Linked DNA regions of Anas platyrhynchos: region 2 is linked to region 1. The links are chromatin contacts, called in public Hi-C maps. All regions are on one chromosome and are shown on one strand. The core of a region is the stretch at or near the end of the contact, and the rest is flanking DNA. Distances in the headings are between cores, read along the strand shown.

Region 1 (3,828 bases), core at 394-2,893:
GAAGGACATCAAGGGCCTGGAGTGTGCCCAAAGAAGGGCAACAAAGCTGGTGAAGGGTCTAGAGAATAAATCTTCTGAGGAGTGACTGAGGGAGCTGGGGCTGTTTAACTTGGAGAGATGTTTCAGGGGAGACGTTATCACACTCTCCAGTTACCTTACAGCAAGCTATAAGCAAGGTGGGGATTGGTCTCTTCTTCCAAGCACAAAGTGAAAGACGAAGAGCAATCGGCTTTGAAATGCACCAAGGGATGTTTAGGTTGGATATTTGGAAAAATATTCTTCACTGAAAGGGTTGTGAAGTATTGGAACAGACTGCCCAGGGAAGAAGTTCAGTTACCATCCCCAAAAGTCTTCAAAAACCATGTACATGTACTACGCAGTGACATGGTTTAATGGTGGACTTGGCAGTGCTAGATTAAAGGATGGACCAGATGATCTTAAGAGGTCTTTTCCAACCTAAATGATTCTATGATTCAAAACACCTCATTGTACAGAAAAGGTTCAGCAAATCAATCCACAAACTGAAGCAGACAATTCCAAGGATCTAACGTTAACACTAATGTTCTTTAACTTTTCTTTAGCCCTTGTTCATCAGCTGTTTTCAATAAATTAAGAGTGCAGTTGAGTAAGAAACTCTGCATCTTGATGAGAACGGATAGTTTTATTAGAAATCCTTAGTAGCCAATTCCAGGTCTGCTGCTAACCTAGCACAAAAAGCTTTAATGAAGAAACTAGAAACTGGCCAAGGAGCACAGAGAAAGAAACAATACAGAAGATTCCAGAGTAAAGCTAGTTTTGTTGAGTGAGGAGTGTTTTTGCTAGGGTAGGGGGGAACTGACATCTATTAAGTTCTGGTAATGCCGAACTAGAATGCCCAGTAATTAAAATTAACATTATTTCCTGACTCTTTTACCTTGTCCCCTGCATTTTTTGTTGTTGGCGAGCATTTGCAATACAGCTCTGCCCCAAATCCCTGCACACTCAGCAATGAAGGGTTCCAGAACACCTTGACAGTTAACGTCTTTGTCCAACGTGCAACACCGGTAACAGAAGAGCAAAAACTCCTAACACTCTAAATTCCTATCTGTCCTTATATGACTAAGATACGTATAGCACAAAACTTCACTGGAATTCCAAAATGTGAATGCCTAGCTTGGTACTCAACTTCAACTGGTAAAGATGTAGAAAAATTTGTATCTCTGGTTCTGAATGTCTCAGTGAGTACTGTGGAACAATACATACCCAAAGAGGTAACAAAGTGTTCGTGCGCATTGAGGGTTTTCATGCATCGTTTGTTCTTGAAGTCCCAGACACGTAGAGTCTTGTCATCAGCACAGCTCAAAATAAACTTTCCCCCAGAATGGAACAGAACGCCACGTACCCAGTTATCATGGCCCACCTTAAGCACAGAGACATTAGTAAGCAGATGCATGTTTTAAGCTGAATGCTCTACAATTTATGCTATGGCAAACTGAGCAACTCTTTGCTCTGTCCCTGCAAGATCATTTATTTTTCTAAAACCTGTAAGAATTTGAAGTTTATCTTCAGTTTCTATTATTACATTTATTATATCAGCACTATCAACAATGTGGGTTCCTGTCCTTGAAAGCAAACAAACAGCAGTTCTCATGTGACCTCCACCGATCCTGCTCCCCACCCCAAGTGCTGACATCTAGGCCAACCTGAACACAGGCTGGAAAACAACAGCCCAGAGCCCACAGGAAGACCACCACATTGAAAGAATGACATTCCACTGAAGACAAAATTCAGCTGATTATCAGCATTTCCACTGGCAAATCAAGCTACTCATTATAACAACTACACCACCACGCTCCCGCATTTATACTACCTATTTTGAAACTCTTAGTATTTCTCAGCAACAAGAGCTGAAATACAGAAGCCATTAAAACTGTCTATTTCCAGTGTGTGCCTTATTACAACAACTTTGTCTTTTTTACAAAAAAAAGAAAATTCACTACATTAAAGTTGGAGTTAAGTACACAGCTATCATCACCAGAAAAACACCAATAAACTTACAAGTGTCATAAGGCACATGCCAGTGCTAATGTCCCACATCTTAATGGTCTTGTCTCTGGATCCAGACAGCAGAAAAGGCCCAGGCTTGCCACTCTTCTTAGTCTGCAGAAAATTATGTTTTAAGTTATGGCATATACAGGGGGGAAAGAAGAGGTAGAAAGCAGATCCTTTGAGTGCTATTTCTTAGAAAAATTAGATTATATGACAACTTACAACTAATAAACACACAACGCTAAAGCTAGGATTTGCAGGCATTTTGTTGCTAATACTAGGAGAAACAAGCAAAAAATGAAATGAATTAATCTGTTGAAAGAATTATGTGTCCTGCTCATATACCGAAAATACTTTGAATCCAAACTTGCCTACTGCAAGACATGGAATACAGTGGTAGGTGCGGTTCAAGTAGAGTCACACATCTCCAGACAAACGAGTATGAAGTTCAGACATACCTGTGTGTCCTCATTCTTCATAAAAAGTAATGACGCAAGCCTAAGAGTTTTTTGAAAGTCCCTACTCTGAGCTTATTGCCAATTGATATCAAGCAAAGTATGAATGAGACTTAATTCTCAGAACATGAAATGCTTCAATTGTGAATGTCAGATTAACTTGCTTCTTGCTCAAAGTTAAGTACTGCAATGTGACTATAAAGCTGATCAGACCAGCAGAGGGCAGTGGAGACACCACTTCAGATAATCATCACTGCAAGAGGAAGTGAACATTTGGAGTTTAGCTTTAATTACTCTTAATTAAAAGATTATAAGAATCTTTTAAGGATGCAAGTAAAATTTGACTGAAATAATCTGTAAGATCTATCAGCAGACAAGTTCCTGCCTTCAGTGTAGCTGCTTTTCTCCTGGGGTATTCAGGTTCGTTATGGGCAGGGTAGAAATGTTTGTTCTGTTCATTAAACTAGAAATAAAAGTCAATTCCTTCTACACTTTGTCATCTTTAACAGGAAAATTTTTGCTGACCTTTAGTAAGCCTTTCTTAAAGATTTAATAGCCAAACGAGAGAATATGTATCCATGATCACACGAATGCTGATTTTTTTTTTTAAAGGATGTTTTTTCATATCATTAACTCTGCACACTATGAAACTGAGGTCAAAGCTTAATTCAAATGCAATAACATTTTCAATTACATCCTAGGTAGCTTCATTTCTAACTTGCTACTACTTCCCCTACACATTTCATTTGCCTAGGATCCTTACAAACTTCATGTTATGGTAGATAAGCTACCTTCCACGTTTCTTTGTGAAGGTATGTGAACGCTGTTCCACTCTCAACCTCAGAAATAGCCTCGCTAAACTTCACTTTCGTTAGCGCACCTTACTGCTAAAAGCACAAAAGCACTGAACCTATGAAGCCAAGAGGAGGGATTAATGTACACCAAGTATAACCAGCAAAAAGCCTCATATACCTGCTGTACCTGCCAAGTATTTTGAGAACAAAGCTTAGTACGTTCGTGTTTGTTAGCATTGGAAACGTTACCTCTGATCCCGTAGCTTCTGATATGGTGGAGTATGAGCTCTCAGGAGCCCAGGAAATGCATTCTACCACATGCTCATGTTCTCGGAGCTCAGCTTTGCATTCCTTTGTCGCTACCACCCAAACACGCACTGTCTGGTCATTAGAACAACTGGCAATTAAGGTGCCATCCTGGTTAGGCCGCACCATGCGCACCCATTCTCTGTGACCCGTGAAAGTCTTCACACAGTAACTATTTAAAACAGAGAAACAAAGTAATTAACACTGCAGTAAAACCACTATACCTGCCTTTGAAATTTAAGGAC
Region 2 (3,828 bases), core at 447-2,946, 40 kb after region 1:
TTGGTAAAAGCAATTGTATTTCAAAGGCTTTTTTCACTTCAGTGGATTTTGTAGGGTGCTTTGTGTTAAACAAACACTACTAAAAGGGTCTACTGCCCCCTCTCAGCTTGAAATCAGTTACAGATTTTCCATAGATTTTAAGGGAAATACGGATTTAAATTTATTATTATTATGTGGGTATAATCATAGATTTACTAAGAAAGCTCTGGAAAACAACCAGAATTTGTGAGATGGGATAGCCCAATGAATCCGATAGTTCAGACAGTCCTCTGGCTGTCAGATGTAGTTGTTCTCCACGTTGGTGACTGGCCAGAGGTCCCTGCACGAAGTGGTCTTTTATTAGGCCTTGTTTGTCCTCCATAGGAGTGGAGCTAAAATTGAAAACATTTGAAGTCTTTTCCACTCCTTAGCAATCAGTTTGAGACAAGCAAGTAGAGAAAATTCATGTCAGTTTTGTACACATATTGTGAAAAAATAGAGATTTTCAATTTTTAGTATCTTGCGTGCTATTTTGAAAATGAGGGAAAGGAGAGTGTTTAAAAATTCAGCTTTCTTTAAGCTCCTCTCACAGTCTGAAAATAGCATTCCACCTTTAGGCTGCCGGTTAGGGCAAGATAAACAGTTATGAATGAAGCACGCTGACTGGCCAAAAGTGAGATAATAGTTTGTAGGAATAGGTCTATATATAGCTCGAAGGGTACAGCAGTCTGAACTGCAGTATCCAGTGACTCACGAACGGTGTGCTCACGGTACAGTCTTGTCTGAAATCTCAGCACTGCTGCTGCAGTGAGCGTGAATGAAAAACTCGTACAAAGAACAGGCTGCAGGGTTTTGTGGCTGTACCTAGGCAGCTACAATTAATAACTCAAACCTCAGTTCCACAGGGCAGGTATCAGATTCGTCACAGCTGACTGCTTCCTTGTGGACTGGTACAAGAGGAGGGCTGTAAGAAGAGTTGGTTACATCACACAAATACCAGCTCGTATGGAGAGTAGGTGGTTGTCTCACCTGGCAGATGCAATAATGAAGGCGAGTGTTCATTTCCAGCTCTCAAAGGCTTGATTCAGATCATGCAATGCCGCTATGTAGGAGATTTCTCAGTGATAGGACAGGAATAGCAGTTTTGATGTATAATTCCTTGAAATTAACAAAAACACCCCAATATTTTGGGGTGAAAGAGTCAGTAACTGGTCTGTTATTGTCCAGAGTTGACTCCGAGTAGCCCCATGACCTTGCATTAGCCTCTCGCCAGTTTCCATAGATGCAAAACGGAGCTAACAATGCCTAATTACCCACTTCATCTTCTAAAAAGGGTTAAGGCTGGGGGCGCTATGACCATTTAATTACCCTTTTTAATGAGCTCTGCAAATAAGTGACTAGGAACTGGTATTGCTGGCGTAAATCATGCAGCGGCCGGACGCGGTGGGCGCGGGCGGGCTGCCGAGGCTGGGCACTGCTGGAGGAAGAGCAGAGGCCGGCCCAGGCTCAGCACCCAGGCCCAGCACCCAGCGCCCAGTGCCCAGGCCCAGTGCCCAGGCCCAGGCCCAGGCCCAGTGCCCAGCTCCCAGGCCCAGCAGCCATCCCTGCTCCCAGGCCCTCTCCCAGGCCGGCTGCCTCTCTCTGGAAGGCGAGCAGCCTGCGCCTGCTGAGCGCGCTGCCAAGCTCCTTGCATCATCCGCTCTCCTCCCCCTCTCCCCACCACAGCTGTGGCAGCAACAAGGGGAGGAGTGTGTCTCTCTGTGGCGTTTCCACCCGTTTGATCCCTCTCAGGCAATCACGTGGAGGTGGGGTTTCTGCCTCGCTTACGTGTCTGTGTTTTGAAATCAGCCTCTCGTGCAGCCGCCCCGCAGCCAGCACGCCGCCGGCCGCCCCGTACCACGCAGCTGTGTAGCAGCGGTGACTGCCATAACTACCTGTGGCTCACGTTCCTCAGACACTGCCCGCAAACAGCAAGGACGCAGGCACCCCACTCGCCTCCCGACACCCGCTGCCCACCTTGCCCCCCGCCCGCCGGCCGTACGCAGGGAGGGAGATGTTCAGTGCGAGGGAGCTTGGAGGGAGAAAGGCTTTCTCAGGTCAAGTTTCTGCTTGTCGGTGGCAGGACGCAGGCTCCCAGTTCAGGGCTTGGCAGCGCTGCCTGGTGCTGCTGCCCCTGCCACCCACCCATGGGGCACCCAGGGGTGCCCAGCGCTCCTGCCCCTGCCTGCAGCGTGCTCGTGCAGCTCCCCCAGCAGAGCTGGGGACACCCACAATCTGCAGGGTGCACAGAGAGCAAGCCGGGCAATTGTAGTCCTGACATTCATTTATTATGAAAAAAAAAAATAACGAGTTCTTCGTGCTGGCTAGGTCCAGAAACGCCATTGTCTTTTCTTCGAGCGTTTGTGAAATATCCAGGGATCAGGACTCTGTGCCGCCTTCTTGTATCTCAATGTAGCTGCTGTTAGAACGCTGCCATCAGAAGGGGCTTTTCTTCGGCTTCCTGAGGGCAGTCAGTGAGCGCAGTGGTATGCACGGATGGAGACAGTGCCCAAAGAGGGGAGAGGAGGGAAGATGAAGAAAGGAGTGGTCAGCTTTACGTATTTCAAAACAAAAAGTCCGAGATAAGTCCAGAGATTTTTTTGCCATTTTAGTTGTCTTCAATCTCTATTGATGTTTTTTTTTTTTTTTTTTTACCAGCATTGTTCAGCTAGGGAGTATTTACATTTGTTTATTTTGATTTTAGAGTGTTGATGAACAGCATGTGAAAGAAACAAACCCAAATGAGTTCAAAGATATTATCACTTTGTCATTAATGTACTTTGAGGCTTTTTTTTTATCAACAATCTCACATTCTCAGATGCCACTGGCAAAGCTGCTGAGGGAACATACAATTGGAACGCAGACTGTAATTGAGCCCAGCCAGGTGCCATCAGGGGTGTCACATAACCCGGCTCTAAATGTCTGTAACACGGGAGAGGCTGGTTTGTAGGTTTGTTTGTTGTTTATGACAAGAAGATGGGAGTCTTCTCCATGTCCTAGGAGCCTCTCCTGCCCCTCTGTTCTCTGATGGCTAGAAACCCTGCCAGCAGACAGGTGACCATCTCCTGGTTAGGCAAAGGGAGTGCTTTACAAGACTTTTTAAGGGTAAAACTAACAATTTACTTCAATTGCAGTGGCTTTCACTGGCAGCAGACTAAATTCATGTTAATTTCAGTGTATGTCACGTTATGTCCTGTGTATTTCTAAATGGTAGCTGATGATTGCAGATTTCCTTCGGTCAGCCCTTCCACTGCCCCCCTCAGCAGCCACGTTTCCATTTTCTGCTGGGATGGATGTACCACGGCACATACGATCACTAATGCAGCGAGTGCAGCTTCACGTGCCTGGCAGTGTGCTCATAAAGGGCCTGATGAAATACAGAAAGCCCTTGCCAGTCACCATAAACAATGGTGCCCCAAGGAAATGAAAAATTGCCTGCCTGTTTTACACCCATGTGCTTTACAGATTAGAATGTGGCTTTAGGTATTTAGGTGCTTTAAGCCTGACTGTAAGATTTTTTTTTATTCCCATAATAATGAAGTGGAACTAAATGATCTATTTTCTAATATGCCACAAGGCTGATTAAATAGGAGGCTGGAAAAGGGGTTTTAGAGTCAACATTCAGCTTTGGGTATTCTTTTCTTTGTTTGTTATTTTTTAACAGTGGATTGGAAAAGATTACAAAGCCTGAAATGAATATAAATAGTTTCCTGATTTAATAAAAAAAAAAAAAAAAAAAAAGAAAGAAAAAAGAAAAGCAGAAGAGGACTTGATTTAAATCTTGCCCTGAGGAGCTGGCAGCTCAGCGAC

Evidence for each region. Hi-C and Micro-C count contacts between places; a contact is called where the count stands out from the background.
Region 2: a Hi-C map of liver shows a contact between it and region 1, with 2.3 times the contacts expected there. The contact joins two enhancer-like sites. A contact is called at or near these places in 3 of 8 Hi-C or Micro-C datasets (liver, skeletal muscle and subcutaneous adipose tissue).

What each region holds. Positions count from the first base shown.
Region 1 is chr20:709,233-713,060 of IASCAAS_PekinDuck_T2T, forward strand. PAFAH1B1 (platelet activating factor acetylhydrolase 1b regulatory subunit 1) reads right to left here. Exons shown (of 11, transcript XM_027472459.3): 8 at 3,527-3,755; 9 at 2,038-2,139; 10 at 1,243-1,399. Among named protein-coding and RNA genes, the nearest start is that of PAFAH1B1, 25 kb to the right of the region's middle. Within about 2 kb of position 1,644, at least 3 of the 8 cell types and tissues checked have an H3K27ac peak or open chromatin away from gene starts, as enhancers often do.
Region 2 is chr20:748,990-752,817 of IASCAAS_PekinDuck_T2T, forward strand. No RefSeq gene overlaps it. Among named protein-coding and RNA genes, the nearest start is that of PAFAH1B1, 15 kb to the left of the region's middle. Within about 2 kb of position 1,697, at least 8 of the 8 cell types and tissues checked have an H3K27ac peak or open chromatin away from gene starts, as enhancers often do.